5 separate regions of the Mus musculus genome follow, and regions 2, 3, 4 and 5 are each linked to region 1. A link is a contact called in public HiChIP or PLAC-seq, Micro-C, capture Hi-C and promoter capture Hi-C data. All regions are on one chromosome and are shown on one strand. Each heading gives the region's core, a stretch centred on a gene start, on an enhancer-like site or on the middle of the called end of the contact. The rest is flanking DNA. Distances are from core to core; before and after follow the strand shown.

The links. Promoter capture Hi-C pulls out the DNA fragments that hold promoters and counts their contacts. A called contact is a pair of places that touch in the nucleus more often than the background predicts. HiChIP or PLAC-seq counts read pairs in DNA pulled down with a chosen protein or histone mark. Capture Hi-C pulls out chosen DNA fragments and counts their contacts.
Region 2: a contact with region 1 is called in a Micro-C map of embryonic stem cells, with 7 times the contacts expected there. The contact joins the promoter of Atxn2 here to the promoter of Rpl6 in region 1. A contact is called at or near these places in 1 of 39 promoter capture datasets (pre-B cells), 3 of 484 Hi-C or Micro-C datasets (B cells, CD8 T cells and embryonic stem cells) and 2 of 115 datasets of contacts at active chromatin or transcription factors (embryonic stem cells and microglia).
Region 3: a promoter capture Hi-C map of pre-B cells shows a contact between it and region 1, with 2.3 times the contacts expected there. The contact joins the promoter of Brap here to the promoter of Rpl6 in region 1. A contact is called at or near these places in 4 of 39 promoter capture datasets (liver, pre-B cells and stem cell-derived epiblast-like cells), 2 of 484 Hi-C or Micro-C datasets (embryonic stem cells and pre-B cells) and 1 of 115 datasets of contacts at active chromatin or transcription factors (memory CD8 T cells).
Region 4: a capture Hi-C map of macrophages shows a contact between it and region 1, with 2.6 times the contacts expected there. The contact joins the promoter of Oas3 here to the promoter of Rpl6 in region 1. A contact is called at or near these places in 1 of 39 promoter capture datasets (hippocampal neurons), 5 of 115 datasets of contacts at active chromatin or transcription factors (bone marrow-derived macrophages, embryonic forebrain, embryonic stem cells and 2 more) and 1 of 9 other capture datasets (macrophages).
Region 5: a contact with region 1 is called in an H3K4me3 HiChIP or PLAC-seq map of embryonic midbrain, with 4 times the contacts expected there. The contact joins the enhancer-like site here to the promoter of Rpl6 in region 1. A contact is called at or near these places in 5 of 39 promoter capture datasets (the 3T3-L1 cell line, the HPC-7 cell line, HPC-7-derived erythroid cells and 2 more), 1 of 15 datasets of contacts at CTCF or cohesin (pro-B cells), 3 of 484 Hi-C or Micro-C datasets (the G1E-ER4 cell line, the N1E-115 cell line and cerebral cortex), 9 of 115 datasets of contacts at active chromatin or transcription factors (T-cell acute lymphoblastic leukemia, bone marrow-derived macrophages, embryonic basal ganglia and 6 more) and 1 of 9 other capture datasets (pancreatic islet).

Annotation. Positions count from the first base shown.
Region 1 is chr5:121,203,246-121,205,760 of GRCm38.p6, forward strand. It overlaps Rpl6 (ribosomal protein L6), which reads left to right and starts at 1,256. Exons shown (of 7, transcript NM_011290.5): 1 at 1,256-1,307; 2 at 2,161-2,418; 3 at 2,509-2,515. The coding sequence starts at 2,161. It overlaps LOC115490270 (a small nucleolar RNA gene), which reads left to right and starts at 1,765; the gene lies at 1,765-1,898.
Region 2 is chr5:121,710,349-121,712,863 of GRCm38.p6, forward strand. Atxn2 (ataxin 2) reads left to right here and starts at 1,261. Exons shown (of 25, transcript NM_009125.2): 1 at 1,261-1,928. The coding sequence starts at 1,288.
Region 3 is chr5:121,659,302-121,661,816 of GRCm38.p6, forward strand. It overlaps Brap (BRCA1 associated protein), which reads left to right and starts at 1,262. Exons shown (of 12, transcript NM_028227.3): 1 at 1,262-1,547. The coding sequence starts at 1,466. It overlaps Acad10 (acyl-Coenzyme A dehydrogenase family, member 10), which reads right to left and starts at 1,209. Exons shown (of 21, transcript NM_028037.4): 1 at 992-1,209.
Region 4 is chr5:120,776,401-120,778,915 of GRCm38.p6, forward strand. It overlaps Oas3 (2'-5' oligoadenylate synthetase 3), which reads right to left and starts at 1,259. Exons shown (of 16, transcript NM_145226.2): 1 at 1,051-1,259. The coding sequence starts at 1,224.
Region 5 is chr5:120,945,551-120,948,065 of GRCm38.p6, forward strand. It overlaps Rph3a (rabphilin 3A), which reads right to left. Exons shown (of 22, transcript NM_011286.3): 17 at 2,298-2,424; 18 at 1,502-1,558; 19 at 802-956. Among named protein-coding and RNA genes, the nearest start is that of Gm32185, 3.5 kb to the right of the region's middle. Within about 2 kb of position 1,256, at least 2 of the 459 cell types and tissues checked have an H3K27ac peak or open chromatin away from gene starts, as enhancers often do.

The sequences.
Region 1 (2,515 bases), core at 6-2,505:
GCTCCTACCACTAGCAACAGGCAACAGACAAGTAGAAGACAATAGAAATCATGTGTATACGTCGTTCTAAGCACTATGAGGTAGAGGATAATTGTTATATGCGGGGCCTGTGATGACCTAAGTCCTCTTAAGATGACTGATCTCTAGGCCTCATGTGGTAGAGAGAGCCGGCGTCCCCAAGTTGTCCACTGACTTCCATCTGTATGCTGGGGCATGCATCCACTCCCCACTCCCACATGCTCACATAAGCATACACATAAAATAAAATGTAATAAAAAGTAAGGCACTGTCAGGTATACAGTGTCATTTTTCAAAGGATAGTAGCTTATTTAAAAATGTAATGAACAAAAAAGTTTTATTTTAAATCTTATTTATTTTTTCCTATTTAATTTGTTTATTTTGTTTTGGGGGCAGGGTTTGCTTGCATAGCCTTGGCTCTCCTAGAACTAGCTTTGTAGTTCAGGCTGGCCTCAAACTCACAGAGATCTACCAGCCTCTGCCTTCCTAGTGCTGGGATTGAAGGGGTGTGCCACCACTGTCAGACTTTTTTTTTTTAAAGATTTATTTATTTATTTATTATTTATGTATTTGGTTTTCAAAACAGGGTTTCTCTGCATAGCCCTGGCAAGATTTATTTATCTTATGTATATGAGTACACTACACTGTAGCTGTCTTCAGACACACCAGAAGAGGGTATGGGATCCCATTACAGATGGTTATGAGCCATCATGTGGTTGCTGGAAATTGAACTCAAAAAACTCTGGAAGAGCAGCCAGTTCTCTTAACCACTGGGCCATCACTCCAACCCTAACCTTTAGTTTTTAGAAGATAACTCTGGCCAGGCGTGGTGCAACACGCCTTTAATCCCAACACTTGGGCGGCAAAGGCAGGTGGATTTCTGAGTTCGAGGCCAGCCTGGTCTACAGCATGAGTTCCAGGACAGGCAGGGCTACACAGAGAAACCCTGTCTCGAAAAACCAAAAAAAAAAAAAAAAGAAGAAGAAGGAGGAGGAGGAGAAGAAGAAAACTCTGTAAAGTCCTTTCTTCCACCACATGAGTCGCAAGGCTCAAAGTCTGTTCATCATTTTAGGAGAAAGCGCTTTTACTTGCTCAGCCATCTCAGCTGCCCTTACCTATTAGGGTGGGGGTGGGGCCTGGGGGGACGTTCCCTAGGTGCATTGCCACGGAGTAAAGAAAAACTACATTTCCCATGATGCCCCATACAGGAAGGAAGTGATCTTGGTCACCTCCCGTCATTGCTTATAGACCGGAAGCCGCTGCCTTAGTTCTCTTTCCCGTCTTGCAAGGTAGGAATGGCGGGCGTCTGTGTGGCAGCGGCTTTCGGGACCCCAATCCTCGTCCATCCGAAATTGGGGGACATCCGGGGATCACTACCCAGGGCCGCCTATGGTCGGGATCATTCGCCAGATCTCTCGGGAGCTTCATTTCTGTCAGCGTGGGTTGGCGGGGGGCTAAGAACGAGCGTAGCGCCCGAGATGGTCGCTGGGCCCTGCCGGCTGCCGTAACCTGGGGAGGGTTGGAGGGCCTGTGTTGCGACTTGCGACCCTGCAGTGGGGGTTCCAGAACCTTCTGTTGAGCCTGTCTTGGCCACGTTGGGCTTCGCGACTGAAGGTGGGGAACCGCGTCCCCGGAAGACGACCGGAGAGCACCGCTGTCGGCTACTTTGCGGAGCTGGGGCCATCGTGGTGGCTTCGGGACCTAGGGCGACACCAGAGGGGGAGGTCTCGGGTGTTCCGTGCTGGTGCATGGGTTTGGATTTATGGCAGGCCCGTTCCCCTGGGTCTGTCATAGTGTCCCGTGCTAGAGCAACCCGTGGCCCCGAACCATTGCCTGGCCTCTGCCTGTAGGCTGCTGGCACTGAAGTGGGTCGCACAGAAGAGCCTCGAGATTCTGGGCTTCCTTGCCTGTGTAGACACTAGCAAAGATTGTCTTTGGTTTTCTGATTCACAAAAATGGAAGAATAAGATAAGGAACCACAAAAAAGTTTTTTAGCAAAAAAAAAAAAACAAAAAAACTAATAGTGCTAGATACTTAACCCTGTGTTTGGAAGGAAGAGGCATTGCAAGCATCAGAGGATGGTTTTCATACTAGCTTGTTGACAAATGGTTGATGAAATGCCTTTATTGTTTATATCCCTAGATGGCGGGTGAAAAAGCGCCTGATACAAAGGAGAAGAAACCTGCGGCCAAGAAGGCTGGCAGTGATGCTGCTGCCTCCCGGCCCCGGGCCGCCAAAGTAGCCAAAAAGGTTCACCCTAAGGGTAAAAAGCCCAAGAAGGCGAAGCCCCATTGCAGCCGAAACCCTGTCCTGGTGAGAGGAATTGGCAGGTACTCCCGATCTGCTATGTACTCCAGGAAGGCCTTGTACAAAAGGAAATACTCGGCTGCCAAGACCAAGGTAGGAGAGGGAACGGATGGCCCACTATGATGCCTTATTCCTGCGTTTGAGGTCTGGCAGGATCCTGGATTGATGGGTTTGTCTTTGTAGGTTGAGA
Region 2 (2,515 bases), core at 11-2,510, 510 kb after region 1:
TTAGGTGGTGAGCTTAGGCAGCCTGGGCCTTTACCTTCTGAGCTATCTGCTAGCTACTTAAAAAAAAAAAAATCCATGTAGACCAACAAGTCTGGAACTCAAGAGATCCAGTTGCCTGTCCAGAGCTGGGATTAAAGGCATGTGCCATAACCAGGGGTAACTCTTCATTGAATTGCCCCTTCTTGAGACTGGGTCTCTTGTAGCTTAGCCTGGCCTAGAATTCCCTCATGAAGGTGAAGATGACCTTGACTGTCTAATCCTCCTTCCATTTCCCAAGTGCTCGTACTACAGGCAAGAACACCATGCCTGCCTTTAATTCACTGGAATGACTTTAATAGGTTGAGGGTTTTTTTTTTTCCCTCGGCCCATCACCTTCTTAAGCAATTTCACTTAGAAAAGAAAGAAAAAAAAAAAAACCAATTTAAACTCATTTGAAAAAAGTTAACCATTTGTTTCCAATTTAATTACAACACCTTAAAAAAAAAAACGGACCAGTGTTTGGTGGCCTTCCCGAGTTAAAGTAAAAGTTTTTAAAAGGGGTCAAGGTCTAAAGTTGACATTCTTGGGAAAGTCTGTTTAGTCTTCACCGAGGGAGACCCCATCACCCAGTTCTACTACCAATCAGGTCCATTTCCCTTCGGGTCCCCTGAAGGAGGAACTAAGAAGTCCGAGCGAGCTAGGGGGAAAAAAAAAAAGAGGGTTCAAATGAAGGTCAGAGACCCAACAGTTCGCCGGGGTGAATAAAGTGGGGCAAAGTGAAGCAGCTGGCGGTGGCTTCTGAGGCGGCAAGCTTCCCCACGCTGGCAGGGCAAGTCGGCACGCAGTGGCACCTGGGGGCCTACTGTGTGCCAGGCCCCGATTGCAGGTCCCCGCCCCGAAGGTGCCCGCAGGCCATCCTCTAAGTTGTGATTTGGTGGGGTGGGGGTGGGGTGAAATCAAGGTCCTCCAAGGGGGTCGAGGACACCCGAGCAGCTCACGGCGCCCGTCCCCGAAGCAGATCCCGAAGTTCAGACCCGCCTTGGCGAGGGCGGATCCCTCCTGGCCCCCTCCACGGCCCTAGTTCGACCCCGGGGAGAGCGAACGCGGCCCAGCGCTGCGCCCCGCTCCTCACGTGTCCCTGATCGGCCCCCCGGGCCGTCTCACGTTCGACTTCCGCCTGACCCTTCCGACTTCCGGTAAAGAGTCCCCCCCCCCACCCCCGACACCTCCCCCGCCCCGGGTCTGTTTCGCATCTCCGCGCCCTCCAGGCCCGCGTCAACCCCGTCCGCGTCCGCCAGCCCGGGTCCCATGCGTTCGTCCACCGCCGCCGCTCAGCGGCCCGCGGCGGGGGACCCCGAGCCGCGCCGCCCGGCGGGCTGGGCCGCGCGGCGCTCGCTCCCGCGGACGGCGCGGCGCGGCGGGCGGGGCGGCGCGGTGGCGTATCCCTCCGCCGGCCCTCCCCCGCGCGGCCCCGGCGCCCCTCCCCGCGGGCCGCGCTCGCCACCCTGCGCCTCAGACTGTTTTGGTAGCAACGGCCACGGCGCGTCCCGGCCCGGCTCCCGGCGGCTGCTCGGTGTCTGCGGGCCTCCCCGCCCCTTCGTCGTTGTCCTGCTGCCTCTGGCCCCCGCGGCCACGCCGGCCCGCGCCTGCCCGCCCGGCGTCCGCGCGTCCCCGCCGCGCTCCGGCGTCTCCTCCTCGGCGCGCCCGGCACCCGGCTGTCCCCGCCCGGCGTGCGAGCCGGTGTATGGGCCGCTCACCATGTCGCTGAAGCCGCAGCCGCAGCCGCCCGCGCCCGCCACTGGCCGCAAGCCCGGCGGCGGCCTGCTCTCGTCGCCCGGCGCCGCGCCGGCCTCGGCCGCGGTGACCTCGGCTTCCGTGGTGCCGGCCCCGGCCGCGCCGGTGGCGTCTTCCTCGGCGGCCGCGGGCGGCGGGCGTCCCGGCCTGGGCAGGTGGGTGTCAGCTCCCCCAGCCCCCTCCGCGCCGGGCCGATCCCGCGCCGCTCGTCCCCTCCCCCGCCTCGCGCCCCGTGACCGGCCGGCTTCGCGATGTGCCGGGGGGCCCGCGGAGGGGCGGGAGGCGCCGGCAGATTCCTTCGGGCTTCTCGGGCCGTGTCCAGCCTCCCGCACCATCGCGTCCCCTCCCCCCAGACGGCCAAGATGGACGGCCCTGGCGGCCCCCTGCCCCTCCCGGGTGTGCCAGGGGCGATTGGTATCCCGCCCCACCCCCTTGCTGCGCCCCCCCCCCCGATAGAAGGGCGGCTGAGCCTGGGTGCGGGTCGCAGGGGGTGGGGGGATCCTCTCCTGAAATGAGCCTCTTTGCCGGGTGGGGAGTCGGGAGGGAGGAGGGGAGATTGAGGCCCAGCCGCCCCAGGTAGGGTCAAGCCGGGTGTCCTGCATATCTATCCCCCGCCCCGCAGACCCTGGGAAGGTGGGCGACGGAGGCGAGGTGGGTGCCAGCGGCCTAACGCACCCATCCCCCTTTAGATCTGGGGCGGCGGGGTTCCCGCAGCGGGCCGTTCTTCCCCTCCCCCCCCCCA
Region 3 (2,515 bases), core at 12-2,511, 460 kb after region 1:
ACCTCTTACACTATAGCATGTACACAATATTGTCCTTCCTGACATGTCATATTTTTTCTCCATATATGCACTAATCTTACCTGGCCTTTCTTCCTTTCTTTCTCCCTTTCTTTCTTTCTTTTCTCCTTCCTTTCTTTCTTTCCTTCTTTCTTTCTCTTATGTGTGTGTGTGTCCTGAACATTGTTTCGATTATATCGTGTGTATGTGTGTGTGTATTTTAGACACTGAACCCAGAGCCTATACCTAAAGCATTCTAACCCTTAAGTGCATTCCTCAGTGTGTGTGCTCACTATAGCACCTGCACAGAGGACAATCTTGAGTTAGTTCTATCCTGCCATCTTGTGAAGCACAAAGCCTTCAGCAGAAGCCTGGAAGTAACCCTGGCACTGATGAGGTGGAAAAGGCAGGAGGGTCAGAAGTTCAAGGACATCTGATTCCAATACGTAGAGAACATAGATTATCTTTTCTCCAATATATAGGGTTCTCAGTATCTTGGGCTACTCAAGACCTTGTCTCAGAACAACTCAAAACCTCAAAACAACTAAACAATGGCCAGACGGTGGTAGGGCAGGGCTGTATCCCACAACTCCAGAGGCTTAGGCAGGCAGATCTCTGAGTTCGAGGACAGCCTGGTCTACAGAGTGAGTTCTAGGACAGCTAGGCGTACTTGGAGCAACTCTGACTTGGAGAAGAAAACAACAAAAACAAACAAAAAATAAAACAAAACCAAACACATCCAAACCACAAAACCAAATTTAACCATGACCTATAGGCTTCCCAGCGTATCCCTGTCTCTTACACAGCGTTTTGTATCACACAACCGAGTGGTTATGCAATAACTAGCTCAGGATCGCACGAGTGCTGAAGCTTGTCCTGTCTGGGGCTGTTTTCTGTGTCCGCAAAAATAATCATCCCACGCAGCCCCGCAGTGCCCGGCTCTCAGTGGATTATCTGTGAAGTCATTGCGCTCCTAGCCAGCCCCTCGCCATACCTGCAGAAAGTTACAACCCTGAGGTCGAAGACCCAGGAAGCCTCAGAGTCTCTGCGGACCCATAGACTCTCGGTGAGCCCTGCGGGAAAACTAAGGAGGACAAACGTAGAGAGGGGTCAAACGCAAAATAGGAGCCAGGCGTCTTTGCGTGCTCTGCGCACGCTCCTCGGACCCTGTCCAGACGGTCAGCCAAGGGGGCAGAAGCAGCTGTCGAAAGCGCATGCGCGCCCGGGGCCTCGCCCCTTTCCGCGTGCGCGTGCGCGACCCGGCGGGTCAGAGACGGCGGCCGACAGGCGGAAGCGGAGGTTGTTGTGGCTCGGCAGGCTGCGCGCGACGGGGGCTGCCGCTGCTGAGGCGGCGGCCGCGGCTTCTGAGGCGGTGGCGGCGCTGCCGACCGCGGGCCGCTCGGCCTCTGGGCTCGGGCCGCAGCCTTCCGTCAGCCCACCGGGGCCCACGCCGAGCAGCGCCTGTCCTATGAGTGTGTCACTGGTGGTCATCCGACTGGAGCTCGCGGGTCACTCGCCGGTCCCCACCGACTTCGGCTTCAGCGCCGCCGGTGAGTCGGCGGCCTCGCGCCGGGCCGGAGGGTCGGCAGCCCTCGCTCCACCGGCCCCCGGACTTGCCGGGCGCCTCTGCTCGACGTCGCCCTCGCTGCGAGAAAGCGCGGCCCAGGGCGCGGGGGCGATGCTGTGCGCCTTTCCCAAGCTGGCAGTCAGACAGACCGGTGGGGAAAGGATTTGCCCAAAGTTAGGTGTGAGTGGCTGGAAACGCGAGTTTTAGCCCAGCCGGGGACCGAGAGGCTGACGTCTTCACCACCGGCCACAGACTTCCTTAGTGGGTCATGCAGCTTCGGCTCTTCCCGTGATCGTCACAACCTTACCTGATAGCATTGAGGATCCTGAAGTGAAGGCAGGAGGACAGGCAACCAGAAGCCAGGCAGGGTTGGGGGGGGGGGGCGGAAACCTGTCTCAAAAGACCGACGAGAAAAAGGTGTGTGTGGGAGGGCGATTGCTTGGTATCTGTCAAGAGTTTTGTCATGCCCTGAATCAGACTTGGTCTGATATGTGCCATACGGACTAAATGTCCCAAGTTGATGGAAAAGAGAAACGGACACTTAGTTTGGAGAGCTGGGCTGGCGCTCGTTCTCGGAAGGATGGCATCCTGGACACTCTGTGGGTCCATTCTTTGGAGCTGCAGTAGAAGAGTGTGTTGTGGTCTTTCTTGGTCTTTGAGACTCCAGTGACTTGATTTATTTCAAGGTTACAAGCGAAATTCCAGAGCTCAAAGTGACCCCTAGATCTGAAAGTCAGTTAAGTTGGCACTAGGCACAAACAGGTAACTTCATCCTGGCCCAGTCCTGGAGACATTTATGCAGTAAAGCCTAGGGGGAGAGTACCTACTGTGTGCTTAGATGTGTGGATCGGGTGCTGAGAACTCCTACTGTGTGCTTGGTTGTGTGGGTTGAGTGCCGTACTGGACAGGCCTGGTGCCTGCCTCAGAACTGATGTTAAGGAATTTCGGTCA
Region 4 (2,515 bases), core at 9-2,508, 430 kb before region 1:
CTGAAATAATGGCCTGGTGATGTTTATATTACTCACTGCTCATATATTACTCACTGCTCATCAACCCTCACCCGAGGACCTCTCCACTCTCTAATGCAACTGTGCCCTAAACTGTTCCTGGCCTGAGGTATATCGCTTGGGAGACTGGGAGGAGGGGAGAGCCTGTGCAGCTTACAGAAGGCCTGGTCTCTGCTGGTGAAGACTTTCCAGTGGGGCCCACTTCCCTAGGCTCAGTAAGGAAGACCAATAGATTCATTGTTTCCCAGAGTGACCTGTGGCGGATTGTTTCCTGTTAACCCCTGGGGCTTTAGGAGGAGGGATACACATCCCCCATTCCCTAGAAGGAATTCAGCCACACCTGAGATGCAGAAGCAGGCTCTGTCTCCCAGACCCAAGCCTCCTTCCACATCTCCAGCTCAGATGCAGCCTCAGGAACTGTCAGGTGACCCGAGACCTGCCCAGGACAATCTCTAGTCTCACTGTGCCCCTCCTAGGTCCCTATGATGCCCCTGCATCAGCAGGTTTACCAGGCTTAAGGCGGCTCAGAGTTTATCTCCCCCTAGTTCTCTGAGAAGCCAAAGGTTCTTGGGCGGCCTGGCAGGATGCCCAGGTGACACAGTGTGGCTTAGAGTAGCAGCTCAGCTCCACTCAGCCTCAGTTTCCCCACTCCTAAAGCTGGCAGTAATCCCTACCTCAGGTGCCATGTTGGTGAGGGAGTCTGTGTGCTTTAGCCGGGTCATGTTCTTTTTCTCAAAGACTGGGTCCCAATGGGTGTGAGTGCGTGATCCCCCTGCCTCAGATCAGCGAGGCTCAGGCAGTGTGAAGTTAGAGTCTGAGTGATTGAGTGAATGAGTGAATGAGACAGCCTTTAGGAGAGCATAGGAAGCCATCAGGTGACCCAGTGTGGCCCTGGCTGGGCCTTTACCCTGGAAGTGTAACTTGGGTTTTGATGCCTCAGTTTCCCCACAGACTGGCTGGTTATAGCAACACCTGAGCCATCCCTCAAGAAGACCCTGAAGGTGTTTGCCCTGGGGTGCCCCACCCTCTCACCTTGGCAATCCTTATCACTCTTGGTCTCTGTGACCCTCGGGCTCTGTGCTGCTGTAGGGTGATGTTTAGCGACCCCAGAGCACCCCGTACGGCTGCTGTGAACTCAGGGGCTGGGTGCAGGTTGTGGGCCACCAGCTTATCCAGAGCTCCGGCTGGCGTGTGGAACAGGTCCATGTTGACCGGTACTCTCAGTAGAGTTTCGTTTCTCTCCAGGGCTTCTTGGGGGTGTTCCTGAGGTGACAGTGGGTGTGTTCCCTGAGTCACCTCCCTTCACTTTCGTTTTCTCCTCCCTGCTGAGTTCCTCTCTTCCCTGACTCAGGCTCAGGGTGTTTGTTGAGATTATCTGTTTATGGTTCTGCTGTCTCCTGGTGTGACTTCTGACCCTCTGGGCAGCCTGGGAACATTGGGGACCAGGCTCACAGGTCCCCTAGGTCCCCTGAGGCTTCCTGACCTCCTATTTGGGGACCCAAGATAGGCTGCCACAGAGCACCTCAGAGCCAGGCCTGAGGAAGCAGAGCCCCCCACAGTCCTCCCCACCCAAGTTCTCATCTATTGTTTTGCTGTGCTGCCCTGTGTTAACCTCTCTGGGCCTCAGTTTTTTCCATCTGTAAAAATGGGGTTATATTAATGAGCCTCCATTAAATGCCTGGTAGTGGTCTTAACATAAGTATGCAGGGTGGCAGATGGACAGAGAGGTTGAGTAAGTCATCTAGCATCACACAGCATGACTGTCAGAGTTAGAATCTGAACCCAGGTCTTCCAGTCCCAGGCATCCTGACTTTTTGCTCCTTGCTCTGCTGAGGCACAACGATGCTCCAAGAGGAGACATCAGATTGATGAGTGTGAGGCCCTTGGCTGGGGCTGCACAAAGGACTAAGGTAAGAAATGAGGGCTTCTGTGCTTAGCGCCCTGTTTGTGGGAGGAGATGCTGAAGACAGAAGCAAGGGCAAGTTCAGATTGGAGGCCAAGTGATGGTTCTGCTGCACGCCTGCGTGTTTGTGTGTGTGCATGTGTCTGTGTGTGTGTGTAGGGCATGTGTGTCGGAACATGTGTGTCTGTACTTGTGTGCGCGTGCATGTGCATATGTGTTCACACATGTGTATGTGTGCATGTGAGTGTCTGTCTGTGTATGTATTCATACGTCTGTACATGTGCACATGTGTGCGTGTACATGCGTGTCTGCATCTCTGTGTATGTGTGTGTGCGTGTGTGTCTGCCAGCCAAAACTGCACAAGTGTGGAACAGAGAGTCCGGTTTGTGTGTGTTGAGAACCTAGTGTCTTCAAGTGCTAATCACAGCTGACAGTGTGTGTGTGTGTGTGTGTGTGTGTGTGTGTGAGAGAGAGAGAGAGAGAGAGAGAGAGAGAACTGATATGAATAGGCTATAGTCTGGGGGGCACGATTTGAACACTCCAGGACAGAATATCTTTTTAGATGACAGTGTAATGATGTGGCCATCTAAACCC
Region 5 (2,515 bases), core at 6-2,505, 260 kb before region 1:
ATTATGTCTTTCTGCTGCTCAAAGCTATCCATCGGCTTCCTGTGACCTCAGGGGAGAGTTTAGAACCCTCCCATGGCCCCGGTGTCCATGTGGTTGGGTCCCAGCTCCATCCCAGCTCTCTCTCCCATCATGCCCTTCAGGACCTCTTCCTCATCCTCCTCTCTACCCCAGGGCCTTTGCCACTGTTTCCTCTAACCAGGAAGCTCTTTCTCAGAATGCTGCATACAGTAGGTGCCCAGCCAGTATCTTCTGGGTGGAAACAAGTACTCCGTGGAAGAGGGTTTGGCACACACTAATGATCAGAACGGCAGAGGAACATTCCACCAACTGAGTCCACTGATGTTATATTTTCCAGGCGAGTGAGCGAAAAGGGCTTGAAACCCTCTTGGGGTGGTCACACCTGACTGCTTGTCACCAGCAGAGCAGCTTTGATGAGTTGGCTGGAATAACCCCGGGTTTGGGGTCTTTTGAGTGTTTCTATAATGAATTTGGATGAAGTCCAATTGCTTCTTTGATAGCGGAGATCTGAGCTACTGGGGGCGCCTGTGGCTGACTCCTGAGCTGTAAGTGGAATCACCATGCCAATCACTCTAGGAAGGGACAGTTACAGAGGTTCCCAAGTAGCGGGCATCACATCGGCTGGCTTTCTGATACTCCAGCCTCACCTTTAGTCTCTTCTGGGCATAGTTTAGCTGTGTGATCTTAGCTGGATGCCTTCCTTCTCTAAGTCTCAATGGTTAATGATCTAGGGGGAGTTTCTGGTCCTCATTGCCCCCTTCGCCTCCCGGGACACACACTCACAGCTTGACAAAGGGGTCTGAGTAGCCGTTGGCATCCATGGCGGCCAGGTGCACACAGCGGATGATTCCCACAATGAGGCCGCCCTGCTGCGTGCTGTACATGAGGGACACCAGGATCTTGCCCCGTTCCTCTATATCGCCGATCCGCTCTACCTGCTGCATGTGGCAAAAGGCAGTGTGGGGCTCAGAGAGCCAGGGGATCTGGATGGTTACTATGGGAGATGGCTGTGAAGGGCAGGAGTGCTAGGGCCAGCAATGGAGTCTGCACCGTGGACGGCAGGTGCCTCTACCTAGCTGGCCTGGTACAATGTCCTTCCTGGGTTAGGTTCAGGTATGCCGACCCCAAGCTCAGCTTGTGTCAGGCAGGGGCAGATCCCTGACTTGGGGCATTCTCTGTCCTGGGTTCCATCCTGGTCCCTGACTGGCCTCAGACCCCCATAAAGAGATGCGCATGCCATTACTCTCTTCTGTACAGCCAGTGACAGAAGCCATGTGAAGCAGGCTCAGGAACATGGGTGTGTAACCATAGAGACAGGCCCCTCTTCCCATGGTCTAACCCTGGGGATGAAGGGCACCCCTCCCCCCATGAGCCAGCAGGTTACTGACCAGGATAAAGAGAGAGGAAGACTCAGGAGGAAGAGGGGAGAAAAGTGGCCTCTGGTAGTCTCAGCAGGCCTGCTTCCCACCCACAGCCAGCTTACCTCCTCCTCATAGAGAGCCATGCCACGGGCCGACCCGGTGGTCCCTGCTCTCTTCATCTGTGGGAGGAGACAGGATGGGAAAGTAACCTTGGATTCTCATCCCCCTGCTGCCCAAGGAGGGCCAGGAGCTGTGAAGGCGGGCTCTCCAAGACAGGCAACTCCACGCTTGCCTCTCCCCAATGCTTAAGCAGCCTTAACTGTCAACACGGGAGCAGCAGCCACTGGTGTGGGTTCTACTGCCTTCCCCAGTGTACAGAAGAAGACACCAAGGGTCAGGGAGGACCAGCGGACTGTCCAAGTGTCAGAGAAGCCACACATAAACCATAAGTATATCCATTTATTCAGGATGAGTGGCTCATGGTTCTTAGAGTCTAGCCTGTCAGGTGTTTCTTCTCTGTGGCTCTGGGGCCCTTCTGATGAACCCCAGATGAAAGCATCATTGCAAACCATGGGTTAAACTCAACCTTCAACATTTAGAGATGAAGCAGGGGGCAGCCCTGACAGGGCCCCTTTATCTTGAGCACACAGCAATGAGGTTGAAGGAGGAGCTCCCCAGACACCTGACTACCTGGCCTCCTCGGCGTCTTGGGACAGCTATGCCCACTTGATCAAGACAGGCCTACCCACATGATGGTAATGATGTTGAAGACATGAACTTAGTCACTGTCCTGACCAGCTGGACTCAGTGAGTAAAAAGCCAGCTGCCACCAGACAGGGACCCAAGGAGACATCTCGTGCCCAGGGCAGGCCTGGTGCCCTCATAGCACTGCAGGAAGATGGTGACACCCTGGCTTACCGGGATCACCCGCTCCAGGCAGATGTTGAAGTTTTTCCTCTGGTTAGCCTTCAGCTTCTTGAGCGAGAACCTGGTCTCACCAATGAACTCGTTGTGGCCAAACTTGTCCTCGTCACACACGGAGATCCTGCCACAGGCCAGAGAGAGAGAGAGAGAGAGAGAGAGAGAGAGAGAGAGAGCAACAGACACTGAGCCCAGCTATGCACCTGGGTGAGGGG